Linked DNA regions of Arachis hypogaea: region 2 is linked to region 1. A link is a contact called in public Hi-C data. All regions are on one chromosome and are shown on one strand. Each heading gives the region's core, a stretch centred on a gene start, on an enhancer-like site or on the middle of the called end of the contact. The rest is flanking DNA. Distances are from core to core; before and after follow the strand shown. Region 1 holds the start of LOC112722687 (squamosa promoter-binding-like protein 1). Region 2 has its middle 14 kb from the start of LOC112721838.

Evidence for each region. Hi-C and Micro-C count contacts between places; a contact is called where the count stands out from the background.
Region 2: a contact with region 1 is called in a Hi-C map of an unstated tissue, with 4 times the contacts expected there. The contact joins the enhancer-like site here to the promoter of LOC112722687 in region 1. A contact is called at or near these places in 4 of 8 Hi-C or Micro-C datasets (leaf and an unstated tissue).

What each region holds. Positions count from the first base shown.
Region 1 is chr11:133,338,624-133,345,295 of arahy.Tifrunner.gnm2.J5K5, reverse strand. LOC112722687 (squamosa promoter-binding-like protein 1) reads left to right here and starts at 5,034. Exons shown (of 10, transcript XM_025773800.3): 1 at 5,034-6,099; 2 at 6,344-6,528. The coding sequence starts at 5,471.
Region 2 is chr11:133,403,114-133,410,542 of arahy.Tifrunner.gnm2.J5K5, reverse strand. No RefSeq gene overlaps it. Among protein-coding and RNA genes, the nearest start is that of LOC112721838, 14 kb to the left of the region's middle. Within about 2 kb of position 4,547, at least 3 of the 3 cell types and tissues checked have open chromatin away from gene starts, as enhancers often do.

The sequences.
Region 1 (6,672 bases), core at 3,785-6,284:
TCCGGTGTTAGTTATTTTTGTCACTGGTTTTGTAAGTGGTTCTAATAATGCCGTCTATGTAATGCGCAGCCACAGCGATGCATCAGGAGCATGCGGCGGCAGCAGGGCATGCGACTCGATCAGCGGTATGTTCCATACTTGCAGATGGCCGGATTATACCATCTTGCGAGGCTGAACGATAGATGGTTTTGGTTAGATGAGCCCCTTGTCAGTGCCTTCGTCGAGCGGTGGCGTCCTGAGACGCACACCTTTCATATGCCGTTCGAAGAGTGCACGATCACACTTCAGGACGTGGCGTACCAGCTGGGATTGCCAGTGGACGGGTGTTATGTCAGCGGTTGCCTTACAGATTTCCAAATATACATCCAGGGTGGCCATCCAGCTTGGGTGTGGTTCCAGGAGTTGCTTGGAGTGATTCCTCCTCCGAGTCAGGTTCAGAAGTTCGTAGTAAACTGCACCTGGTTCGAGGAGACTTTTGGAGAGTGCCCCGAGGGAGCCAATGAGGAGACTGTGCGATGCTTTGCTCGTGCCTATATCATGATGTTGTTGGGCACTCAGCTGTTTGCCGACAAGTCCGGCAACCGCATTCACATCAGATGGCTTCCCTACGTAGCTAGGCTTGAGGAGATGGGTACCTACGGCTGGGGGTCTGCAGCACTGGCATAGTTGTACTGGTGCATGTGTCGAGTGGCGAACAGACATGTGGTGAAGTTAGCAGGCTCACTTCAGCTACTTCAGTCCTGGATCTTTTGGCGCTTTCCTAGGTTTAGGCCTGCCGGGTATGATACGTGCAGCTGGCCGTTGGCTTCGAGGTACCCTACTCAGACCTTTCTATTTCAAGTTAAAATAGTGAATTCCATGTACGCTTGTCATGTATTACAAATCTGTCACACTTTTAATTAGCCATAACACCCATGTGAGATGCAGGTGGTCAGGTTACAACCCTTCCGGTTAGCAAGAAGGGACCTAAAGTTCAGATGTGGAGACTGAGGATAGACATGTTACAGGCATAGTTATCAGAACCGAACCGGTGATCGAACCGGTCAGGTTACTGGGTCACTGGGTCATTGGTTCAACCGGTGGGTCACTGGTTGAACCGATTGACCCGGTTCTATATAAATAAAAAATAAAATATAGTAAAAAATTTATAATTAAAAATTTAAAATACATATTTTTACTAATATTTTAAAAGTATCTAGCTATTCTAAATAATATATAACAGAAACAATAAGTATTTTGTTAATTTTACTCTATCATAAATATTTTTATTTTATTTTATATTAAAATAACTATTATTTTCGAATTTTAATAATTTATTAATTAGCTTATATCTATTATACTATTATATACTACAAGTATTTATTGAAAAATAATATTAATAGGTATTATATAATTATGAAAAGAAAATAATAAGTGACGTTATAATTACTGTTAAATAAAAATAAAATTAATTTAAGAATGAGTGAGCTTATAATTAAAATTAAAATAACTTAAATAGAAGTAAATTATTTGCTGAAAGATATCAATATATATTTTAATTTGTATAGATATTAGTAACAAGCAAGCTAGCCTAGTGGTCAATGCTACCCATTATAGACCTCGTCGCCCACACTGCTGTTGAGATCAACAGCGAACGAAGGGGAGGCGACAGGCTGGACGGGTGGCTGGTACGCAGGAACGGAGGAAGAAGCAACGGCAGGTCTGGAGCTAGAACCGGCTACCGTGGCTACAGTGGTGGTATTCCGGTTCGAACCCCCCGAGCTGGATACCACATCAACTAACTTTGCCAACAGTTCTGGTGTCCTCACTTCTGGAAACTGCCGGCGACAATGAAACATGACATGCAAGTCCTCATCACTCCCAATCGTGAAACAATCATACTTCACGGTTTCCTGGAGTACCGTGATTGGAATGCGATAGAAAAACTTTTTAACCCGTTTCACACCTTCCAGACCAAGTTTCAGCAGTACAGAGCTAACAAGGTCATCATAGCTCGTCGTAGGGCTCACGATAATACAGAGAGGATCCTTATCAGTGAACTTCACACCGGAACGAGTTTTCCTCTTAATCGATCCTCTGTGGTGAACCAACACTACAAAACTCTCCTCACTAGCCATCTTACTCCCTCTAATGAGAGCAACTCACGTTTACACCATATATATACAGGTCTGGTCCTCACTAATTCGAACCAGCCTAGTTCGAAATACAATTTGCCTAATTCGAACTGACTCAGTTCGAATTACATTGCATTGCGTGCATGAAGGTAATTCGAGTCTGCTTGGTTCGAATTACTTGGGGAAGCTTGCACCTACGTAATTCGAACTCACCTAGTTCAAATTATGTATGCTTGTAGTTCGAACTCAACTAGTTCGATTTAGTGTGAATTTCGTTCTTGAACAATTCGAACTGAGTAGGTTCGAATTATGTAGAACTGTAATTCGAACTAGGTTGGTTTGAATTACATAGAGATGTCCTTTGGTTGATACATGAACCAGATTTACCTTTGGCGGATTTGTGTAAATAATTGGTCACCATGGCTTATTAACGTTTTTTGTCCTTTTATGTTTTTAAAACTTAAGCTCAAGACTATTAATCATGAAAATAAAGTATTCAACATCTTTATTATTATTATTATTATTATTATTATATGTTGAACAAAAGATATATTAATAGTCACTTTTGAGTTTTGACCTACATAAATTATAAAAAGGGGGAAGGAAAATAAAATAAAGAAAGATAAGATGAAAAAGGCCATTGCCCATTGGCACTGGATCAGAGGATGATTTGATGAGTATCCCAATTTACATTTGAGTGTGTTCACACGCAAAAAAGGTCACAATCAAACCGTCAAGAGATCCCGCATGGTCATTTACAAAGGTTGATTTTGGTTTCGGAAAATTTGACAATGGTTCTAAACTTTGAATAGAACAACAGTGAGAGAGACATAGAGAGAGAAGTAAACTTGGTTGGTGGGAGAGAGAGAACAGAAGAGATTCCCTTCCTTAAAAAAAGTAGTAGTAATATGATGACATTTTAAGGGCCGTGTTTGGCTACGAAGTAAAATGAAAATTTGAGGACTCAGGATATAGGAATATAGGAATATGACAATGTGTTTTTGGTTCCAAGGAATACGACACTGTATTGCATAATGCATCATAAATTTTTTGCAATTTTTATTTTTACTTTTAAATTAGAAATAGAATTAGAAAGAATAAAACAATGAGAATTTCTATATTATTCTTATATTCGGAATCACAGGTACCAAATAGTTCACTTCATATTTTATGTGATGATCAAAAGAGTCTAACCAAATTAAAGTAATAAGTCAAAATAAATACCTATGCTTTTTTTGGTTAATTATGTCTCTTGAACAAGGAATTTTTAACATAAACATTATTTTTAATATTCGATTTCAGTTCAATTTTATTTTAGATATTATAATTTATAAATAAGTTTAATTTTAATGGACTGACAATGTAAAACGTTTTACATAATCGTGTAATTTTACCGTTCTTTTGGATGACCATTTATGCGATTAATATAAAAGGTAATTATTTTTACTAATATGACGTTATATAATTAGATATACGTGTAAAACTACTTTACACTGCCAGTATATTAAAATTAAATTTTTATAAAATACTTTATATGTATTTATAAAATTATATATCATAAATAATAATTTGAGACTAAATACGATATTTATTATTTTAATATTTAATTTCAATTTCTTTTAAAATTTATACAAAATAATAAAATTTAATTAGTTCTCTCTAAAATAAAATTGTCTCTCTTAAGTAAAAACAACCTCATTTCTTCAATCATTTTTTATACAAAATAAAATTTAAAACTGCATACATTAAATTTAAAACTTCATTTCGAGGTGTTTGATGAATTAGACATTAAAAAATAAGTCAATAAAATTGGTAAAAAAAATAGAATAAAATATATTTTTTATTTTTGAAGTATACCAAAAATTTTTAAAAAAATTTTTAATTTTATTTTATTTTAATTTTATTTTTAAAATTTTTTATTTGCATCAAATATATTTTTAGTAGCTAATTTTTCAAAAAAATTAAGACTAATTTACTAACAATTTTACAAAAATAACTTTAATGGTCAAACATTATTACTTAGTCTTAAATTTTTTGAAAATTTAGTTTCAGGTAATACAATTGATGTAAATAAAAATTTTTTAGAACAAATTTGAAACAATAAAATTTAGTAATATTTTTTAAATTTTTGATAAATTTTAAAAATAAAAAATATATTTTATCTTAAAAATATCATAAAAATATTTTACTAATTAAAAATGGGTAAAATAAAATATAAAAAAAATAAAATAAAAACTACATAATAGATTTATTATATAATATTGTATAATAATATATTTTGTAATATTTGGAAAAGCATGAAAGGTTAACTATTAATTCAGTATTCGAAAGATTTCATCACTGACAAAAAGGTTTATGAAAGATGCTATCGACTTATCAACAAAACAATTTCTAAATGATTTGAAAATATGACAAAAAAAACTAATAAATATTATAATTTTTAAAAATATGATAAAAACTTTTATATTTAACAAATGACTTATTCATTAAGTCTAAATTTTTATGGCAATATTTGAATAAATATTTAGAAAGTACACAAAAATAATTTAAAACAAAATTTGATATTTAGATTTTTTCTTTTTTTTTTCTCAAGAAAATATAATTATTCACAATAAATTCTTTTTTAAAAAAAATTCATTTGACAAAAAATATTAAAATTTAAGAATAAAAAATCTTATTTTTTAATTATGATTGTAAAAATTTATATTAAAATTAATTTCTAAAATTATTTTTTAGAATATATATTTAATATTTAATATATATATATATATATATATATATATATATATATTTTATCATATTTCTAAAATTTGCAGAGGTTTATTTATTGTTACCGTCTTTTAAAATTTTTTTTGTCATTTCAGATATCATTTTAATAGTTTAGTCAAGCATTAAAAAAACAATTGACTACAAGAAATTAGGGAGAAAAAAAAAAAGGGAAAAAAGGGTTATAGTGTGCTACAGTAACTGTCCGTGTCTGAGAGCAGTCATCACAGCACAACAGAAACAGAAACCTCAATTTGATAATCGCAATAACGCATATCAGACTCTTTCCTAATCTTCTCCTAATTTTCCATCCTTGTCCCTTTTTTAAGCCCAGCACTTCCATCTTCCTTCTTTCTCACCCTTTTCTCTCTCCTCTTTTCTTCTCCCATGTAAAAAATTTTCATGCTTGAGTCAAAATGCTCAAACAAGTTCCAATTTTGATGTTCTAGGTTGTGACCCTTTTGTATTTTGTTCTTTCCTGATGTGGTTTCCGCAGGTGGGTGCTGGAATTGGGAATTTTTGTTTGTCTGTGGCCCTTTGTTGCATCAATTATTGAGCTGGGTATTGTTAATTTTCTTGGATTTTGATTTATGGAAGCCAGATTTGGGGGAAAGAATCAGTTTTTATATGGAGCTGTGGTTCCAGAAATGAAAGGTGTTGGGAAGAGGAGTTTGGAGTGGGATTTGAATGATTGGAGATGGGACGGTGATCTCTTCACTGCTCAACAACTCAATTCGGTTCCATCAGATTGTAGAAGCCGCCAATTTTTCCCACCAAATCCTGAGATTCATGCAAATAATAATGCTATTAATGCATCTAACAGTATCTCTTCTTCAATCAACCCTGGTGAAGAAGGGAAGAGAGAGTTGGAGAAGAAGAGAAGAGCTGTTGTAATAGGTGAAGGCGAAGAAAGGGAGGAGCTGAATGATGAAGGAGGAGGTGGTGGTGGTGGTGGTGGTAGTTCTCTTAATTTGAATCTTGGAGCTCAGGTTTACCCAATCATGGTGGAAGGGGATGAGAAAAGTGGGAAGAAGACAAAGGTAGTAGAGACAGCTGCTACAACTTCTAACCGTGCAGTTTGTCAGGTACAAGATTGTAGGGTTGATCTTAGTGGTGCAAAGGATTACCACCGTCGACATAAAGTTTGTGATGTGCATTCTAAAGCTACCAAGGCCCTTGTGGGAAATGTTATGCAGCGGTTTTGTCAACAGTGTAGCAGGTTAGTTTGGTTGAAAAAAATTGATCAATTCTTCAGATTCAGATTTCAGATTTGTTACATGATCATCAAAATAATATGAGTAGTCAGGTGTCTGTGCTGTATCAAGTTTTTTAAGAACTTTAGCTGATTACTACTAAGTGGAAGTTGTTCAAAAGAACTTATTTTGATTGAAAAAAAGGGAAAATTTTCCAGGGCATTTACTTTAGTACTGAAGTTGGATGCCAACTTGCTAAATTCATGGCAGGTTTCATGCACTTGAGGAGTTTGATGAAGGGAAGCGGAGTTGTCGTAGGCGTCTGGCAGGCCACAATAGGAGGAGGAGGAAAACGCATCCTGATGCAGCTGGAGTTAATGGAGGTTCTCTGAATGGTGAAAGGGGTAGTAGCTATCTGTTGATGAGTTTGTTACGGATACTGTCCAATATGCATTGTGAGTATTTGTGTCATCAAAAGTTTTTTCTGCTTGGAATGCCTTTGTATTTAGTTGTTTGGTTAGTGTGCTGTGAAACTGGATCAAGTTATGATCAAGCTAGTTACCTGTATTGCTTGAGTGTACCGGTAAAGTACTAAAATC
Region 2 (7,429 bases), core at 3,298-5,797, 66 kb before region 1:
TGTTTACATCGATAAATTTTGATATTAATTAATTGATTGTTGGTATAAAATTAATTTTAGTTTCGATTTTTTGTTTCAAATGATGTTTTTTATTGTTATATAGTATCATAGAAAAATAAAACTAAATATATATATATAAGAGATACTAAGTTTAATTTTTCTAAAATAGTATAATAAGATAGTAATTTATTTCATATTAATACTGTATAAAAAAATTAATTGTTAATTTAATAAAAAATTAAATAACTCGAATCGTACATTTAATAGAAATATAATTTTGTAATTTTAAATTTTTGAAAATATATTTAAAAATAAACTAACCAAACATATTTTTATTATTTTTGATAGTTAAAAATAAATCTTTTTTTTAAAAACCAATCATGTTTTTTAAAATGCAAAATGTTAAAAATAAAAATTATTTTTAAAAAATAAAAATAAAAAATAAAAGCAAAAATTATTTTCACAAATCAATTAGTCCAAAATTTTTTCTGATATCAAATTAATAGTTAACCTTATAAATTATAATTACAAAGTCACTGATATACTTGGTCATATATACACAGACTTGAGAGCAGTGACTCCTGGTTCTTTAATCAGTTTCGATTTGAAATTTACTTTGAACATGAAAAACGTTGAGTGACTAGTCATTTGTGCTTTTTTTTTTATGTATTGGCCAGCTTCTAATATGAGATAAAAAAAAGCACGGAGAGAATAAGAATAATAAACAATGTAAATAATAGAATTAAAAAAGAGAAATTAAAATTAAAATATTAAATCAGATGATTAATTAATTTCTAATCATTTTAAATTTTAAATTTTAAAAGAATAAAGATTTACAAATAGTGTAGTTACACCCATAATTACTTCTAACCGCCATGCTCTATTTGTGAATTGCATTCTGCAACCCCCGTCCATTATCTTTTCCTCTCATCAGTCAGACGCTGCCCAGTCGCAGCTGACGCTGCCTACCTCTATGCCAACGTCCGAGCAGGCTCCCCCTTCACGTACATTGTGTTCTTTGCGCAGTCCATCAACACGCCGACCGTGCAGCCCCCGCAGCCCACCGCGTCCATTGTCGTAGCCTCTTCTTCATCTGCGACAGATCCATCCAAATACAGGGACATTCGCGGCTGCCATTTCATACAGTTTTATAGGACAATTGTGATGTACTGGTGCAACAATCCAACTAGGTAAGCGTTCAAATGGTTTTCTTTGATGCAGATGTTTGGATTATGTGACTAAGGGAGCTTGATCATGGTTGTTTTTTTTAGTCATTCATGTCTTTCTTCTTCTATTTCAATGGCCAGTTTATGATGATCATTTTAATAGATACACAGATGGTTATTTTAATTCGTATATAGATAATTATTTTGATTGGATTTGGTTTAGTTATGTATTATTAAAATATGTTGGATGTTCAATTCATTAGGTATGTAGATGATTATTTCAATTTATTTTTATTAGGGGTGAGCGACGTCGATAGCAGCGTGTGGCAAGCCAAGTAGCAACAATGAAGTAGGATGATTATTGATGAAGGTGGAAGTGGCAGTCGATTGGAAAAGAAAAAAAAGTATTGAAGTGAAATATTTTAGTAAATTAGAATTTGAAATGATTATTTTTTTGGAATAACTAAGTAAATTTTTTTATTTAAATTTTTTTAAAAATATTTTTATTTTATACATGTATTGGGCTAAATCTACAACCCATTATTCACATTGTTTAGATTTCCTATTATCTTCCTAAGAGTCGTATTAGATATTATATTACAAATTTACACATCTACACATATAATTATGAGTTTTTATATTTTACTACCTGAGTTAAAGATATGTTTCAAACTCGAGTGTAGTTGCATAAAAGCAAACAAACTTACTATTTGTGTAAAATCTCTTCTACCTAATCATTTGTTTTTAAATGATCATTATGGTAACAAACTTGGTTGTTTGTTGGGTCGACCTATTTAACTCCAAAAATAAACTAAATATTAAATTTGAGCTTGGAAAATAAAAAGATCATCTAATCCACATTATGTGATTTGCACGTATCGGCAGTGCAGGCCACAACTGTCTACCACTATTCTTTTGTTACAAAAATTTGTTCGAGAGTGGCAAGAATCTGGATGTAGTTTATCCAGCTCCAAGCAATTGCAGTGTTCTTTAGCACAATTCATATTTAGACTTAAATGACTAAATCTACATAATAATCTTGGTAGGATATATCAATGTGGACAAATGTTTTTTTTGTTATTTGCTGGTGGCTTTAGAAGTGGAGGAATCCATAAATTTTTTTCTCCCTTTTTGTGAGACGCATGAAGGCAGCAATAATGATAACAAAGATTCTGAAAAAGAACAGGAAAGCACTCATGAGACTGAAGAAGAAAGGGACCAACAAGACACTGCAAGCAAGAAACAAATGGACCCCACCTTTGCAAGAGTAATGGGCTGCGGGGGTCTGTTAAGGACAAGTGAAGGAGAATGGATAGGATCATATGAGGTTTTGTAGTGAAACTGGGAGACTGCTAGGTAGTACAAGCTGAGTTTTGGAGAGTCTTTCATGAATTTTTAATGACCTAGAATATTGGAATGTGAAGGGTCATCGTGGAAACAAATTCCGCCGAAGCAATTATAGAATTAGAGAGAAATTAACAGGAGTGACCAACATATAACTCCATGCTTTTTAGCATATAGAATTTGAAGAATAGACCCTGGAGTTTAAAATTCCAGCATGTCTGGAGGGAGTGTAACAGCTGTGCGGACTGACTAGCACAACATAATATAATTTTTCTAACAAATATAGCTTCAGCTTTTTAGATTAGCTACCATTTCTTCTAATGAACTGAATAGAGAATGATTTGAGAGGACCCTTAATGTTTCCTCCCCTTGGAGTATTTTAAGTTTTGTTTCTTCCTTGAGCCTTGATTCTTCATATTCACCAAAAAAAAAAAATTTGTGATACACTCAATTAAATTTGTTATTTAAAATATTTTTGAGTTATAGAAAACTAGAAAAGACCTCAAGGCTCATTCAGTACTAGTTGCTGCAAACTTAGCTAGAGCATTTATAACACAATTAGCATCCGTTTGAATCAACTTCACCTAATTAACAAAGATATAAGCATCCAAGCAATCTATTTCACTTGTGATATTTCTACATTTCGCTTTTCAAATAAGAATTAAATCCCGTCAAATCGCGAAAAATTTACTTCGAAAAATGGGTGCTCGGGGAAGAAAACCAGCACAGCCATGTAACCAATCTCCATTGAAATTACGTAAGATATAACTAAAGTCAATAGCATCACCGACATTATTAGTATTACAGTTTAATTTTACTGAATTTTGAAAAGGAAAAGAGCGCGTTAAAATCAAAGAAGATGGGGGTAAAAACATGTTGAAAAATGAAGATCTTATGGAATATGTCTATTTATCACCCCTATGATCATCTCTATTGAAAAAATTAGTCGTTACAGTTTATTGATTGATAATAGATATTCTTAAAAAGATTAGGAACTGTGACATGAACACTTTATTTGAATGTAGGAAAGAAAATGAAAGGAAAAAAAATAAAAAAAAAAAGAAAATAAGAAGAAAGAAAATAGAAGAAAAAGTAGGGTTATTTATATGTTGCTTAGATGAATAGAAAATAGATGAAAAGAAAATAGAAAAAAAATTTTATTTGGATAGAAAAAGAAAATGAGAAAAAAATCATAATAGTATAAAATTACATTAATACTCTTATTATAAAATAAAGTATAAATATTTTTATTTATCTATGTTTTATTAGATTTTATAATTATTATAAAATATTATAATTTCATATATTTGATTTAAATTATTTATCTAATACATATAATGTTTAAATATAAATTTTTATTATAATATAATATTAAAACTAAATTTATATTAATAATAATATAATTAAGGATAGTTACAAAAAAATATAGCATTTTTTTCTTTTTTTTTTTTTTTGTGATGGAAAAAAATTTTTTTAGTAAGACTTACACAAAAAAAAATTTCTTTCTTATTTTCTTTGATAACCAAATAAAAAAATATTATTTTTTATTTATTTTATTTTTATTTATTTATTTTTTACTATTTTTTCTCCAATCAAACATAGTGAAAATGAGAATTATCCCAATTATATGAAATAATGAATAACGCAGTTTTATGACCCGAATCAAAAGTGAAAAGAATACCAATCTACTTGAGCGTATCCTCCTAGTTCCTTCAATTTTTTTTTTAAATTAAACTGGTAAATAATAATAAAGTGACTAATAATAAGTCATTTAATTACATAATTATTTTTATCTTTTTTGTCGTCTCTTATTTTTAATTTTTAATTTTTTTTTCTTTGAATTTTTCTTTGGTTGCTCCTAGCGGAATTCCAACTCCAAACAATTATTTAAGAAGACGAGTGAAGTGACGGCCAATTCAAGTTGGTTTATTTTTTTGGATTTTTTGTCATTATTTTGGTGCATTTGAATGGGCTCATATTTTGGACTTACGTACAATCTAGTACTAGATATTTCACATTTCCAACCTTTTAGTTTTCATTAGAGGACCAACTTATATAGAGTTGAGTCTTCAGTATATTGGACCTAAATTATAATATCACTTTGGGCTACTTTTTCTTTTTGGTATTTACTTTGGGCGAGTTGTAGAATTCGAAAACGATTTGGTCTTAGGCCCCGATTCACCCAAGGAAAGCAGAAAGAAACGAAAACTTGTCCAAGAAAAAACTTAAAAAAAAAAAAATCAGAAAACCATTGAGGTGTGAAGAGTTTGTAATCATAATAGGACAATCCTATAATAAAAAAGTTGTGTGTGGAGAAAATGAAAAGAAATGTATAATTTATTTTAAAAAATTAATAAAAATAAAATGACACATTTTTTTAAATAAGTATTAATAATTTATTAATTTTTTTTATCTCTTTACTATTTCTTCTCTTTACCATAGTATGCACCATCATGTTTTCAAAATAATTTAATACAAGTAGTTGTTGCTCCGATCAGTTAAGCGTCATATCTTGAAGAGTGAACTACCATTTCTATCCATGAAAGTTAAAAACGTTGACATATCTACTTATAAAAGAAGGAAATTACTATTTGTACCCATAAAATATGGGTTCCGAACAACAAAATTATCTAAACACTAAAAGATCATCTAAAATCCTTAAATTACCCTTATCTTCATCACCACTTTTCTAATCTCAAATCCCACCACCACCCAAACTCTTCTTCACCACCACTCTCATCCCCAACTACCACCATCACTGCCGCCATCCAAAATCCGCAAGCTTCCCAGACGACTTCCCTCCACGCAGTCTCCGCTCTCTTGGCCCTCCTTTCCTCCTCCCTCCGCGACGTAATCACCCAATCGCGCACTGCCGTCACTGCCGTAGCCGCAGCAGTAACTGTCTCCCCGCGCCTCCAGCTGCGCGCCCTAGAACTCTCCGTCGGCGTGTCCCTCGATCGCCTCCCCTCCTCCAAATCCTCATCGACCTCCTCCACTACTGACGACGACGGACCTCCGGTGTCGAACTCCCTCATGGCAACCATAAAACGCTTCCAGGAGAACTAACGGCACCACCCGGATACCTTCCACTTGATGCAAATCCACAATTACCAAAACCCTCAGTTCAATCAAGGAACGACCTCGTTTCTGAAAGTTGAGCTCAAACACTTCGTTCTTTCAATCTTCAGCCTCCTAACCCTCCGCCTTCTTCTAGAATCTTCTCAAGAACATGCTACCCGCCCCTATCTTCCTCTGCAATCTTGACTCGGTGGTGGTGGTGGTGGTAGAAGTAGAGGGAAGGTTTGGTTGGTTGGGGTGGCGGAGAAGTGTGATGCGTATTCGAAGTTATTAGGTTTGTTCCCAAATGTGGAAATGGATTGGGATCTATATCCTATGACTGTCATATCTGCTACCCCTTCAATGGAAGGACTTTACCCTAAATCCAAGTATGTCTCTTTCTTTTCTTGGAGTTACAACAAGACATGGTTGAAGTTTGTACTTGTTCTGTATTTGGTTGAAATAATTTGACAAGAAACGTAGGGAGATACAGAGCGAGGGAAGACTAGAGGCGGCAGGTTGGTGTCGTTGTTTCTGGAACGTTCGTCGGAGGCACGGAGGTATTTTGAGTGATGGTGGTAGTTAGGGTGGTGATGAGGAAGAGTTTCAGTGGTAGTAAGGTTTGGAATTGGAAAAGTGGTTGTGTGGAGTAAGAGGAGAAGTTAGAGATGGATTATATTAAAGGATAATTTAGGAATTTTAAATAATTTTTTTGGATTTGGATAAGTTTGTTAGCAAAAATTTATGTTTCATGAGTACAAAACTACAAATGGTAATTACCTTCTTTTATGAATAGATATGTTAGCATTTTCAATTTTTATGGATAAAAATAATAGTTTATTCTATCTTAAATTCAATTTTTAGAAAATAACATGTATTCTCTAAGGTTTCTGGCCAACCCCATCCACCTTTTCTAACATATGTCATGGTTGAGATCTTAACTTTAGGGTAAAAGATACAATTAAGCCAAGGGAAGAAACAAATTACACGAATCAGCCAAACTGAAAATAGCTTCATGAATCAGCCAAACCAGATTACTATGTAATTCGAAACAGCTGGGTTCGAATTACATTAACACATAATTCGAATCAATATAACTCGAATTATAAAGGAACACGAGCCCAAGCTAATTCGAATCTACATGATTCGAATTACAAAGAAGTATAATTCGAACTAGGTTGGTTCGAATTACTCACAATTTGCCTCAAATAGTAATTCGAATGGGGCTTATTCGAATTACACTGGATTCGGCTATATAAGGAGTTCGAATTCCCCTCATTCGAATCACTTTTCCATCCTCAAACCCCACCAAATTCCAGAGAAAATGACCCATATTCGATCCGACAAATACTCGAGCAGAATACTCAGCTGATGGGGGACGATCCGAAAAGGCTATATCGGTTGGACGGAGTTGCTCATATAGCCGGGGTCATCAACGACGAGGTTAGTAGATAGAAAACTTTGTGCCAGTGGTTTATCTGAGTTAGTGGTTTTGCATGTGGTTTTAGTGGCGGTTTATTTTAGTGGTTTATCCTAGTGGTATTGCAAGTGGTTTATTTTAGAGATTTTGCATGTGGTTTTGTTGGCGGTTTATGTTAGTGGTTTTTATTAGTGGTTTTTGTTAGTGATTTTGTATGCGGTTTTGTTGATGGTTTATTCTGGCGGTTTATTTTGGTGGTATTGGAAGTGGTCTATTATGTGGTTTTGTATGTGGTTATGATAGCGGTTTTGCATGTGGTTTTCGTAAGTGGATTTATATGTGGTTTATGTTAGCGGTTTAAGCATGTGGTTTTGTTAGCAGTTTATGTTAGTGGTTTTTATTAGTGGTTTTTGTTAGTGGTTTGTATGCGGTTTTGTTGATG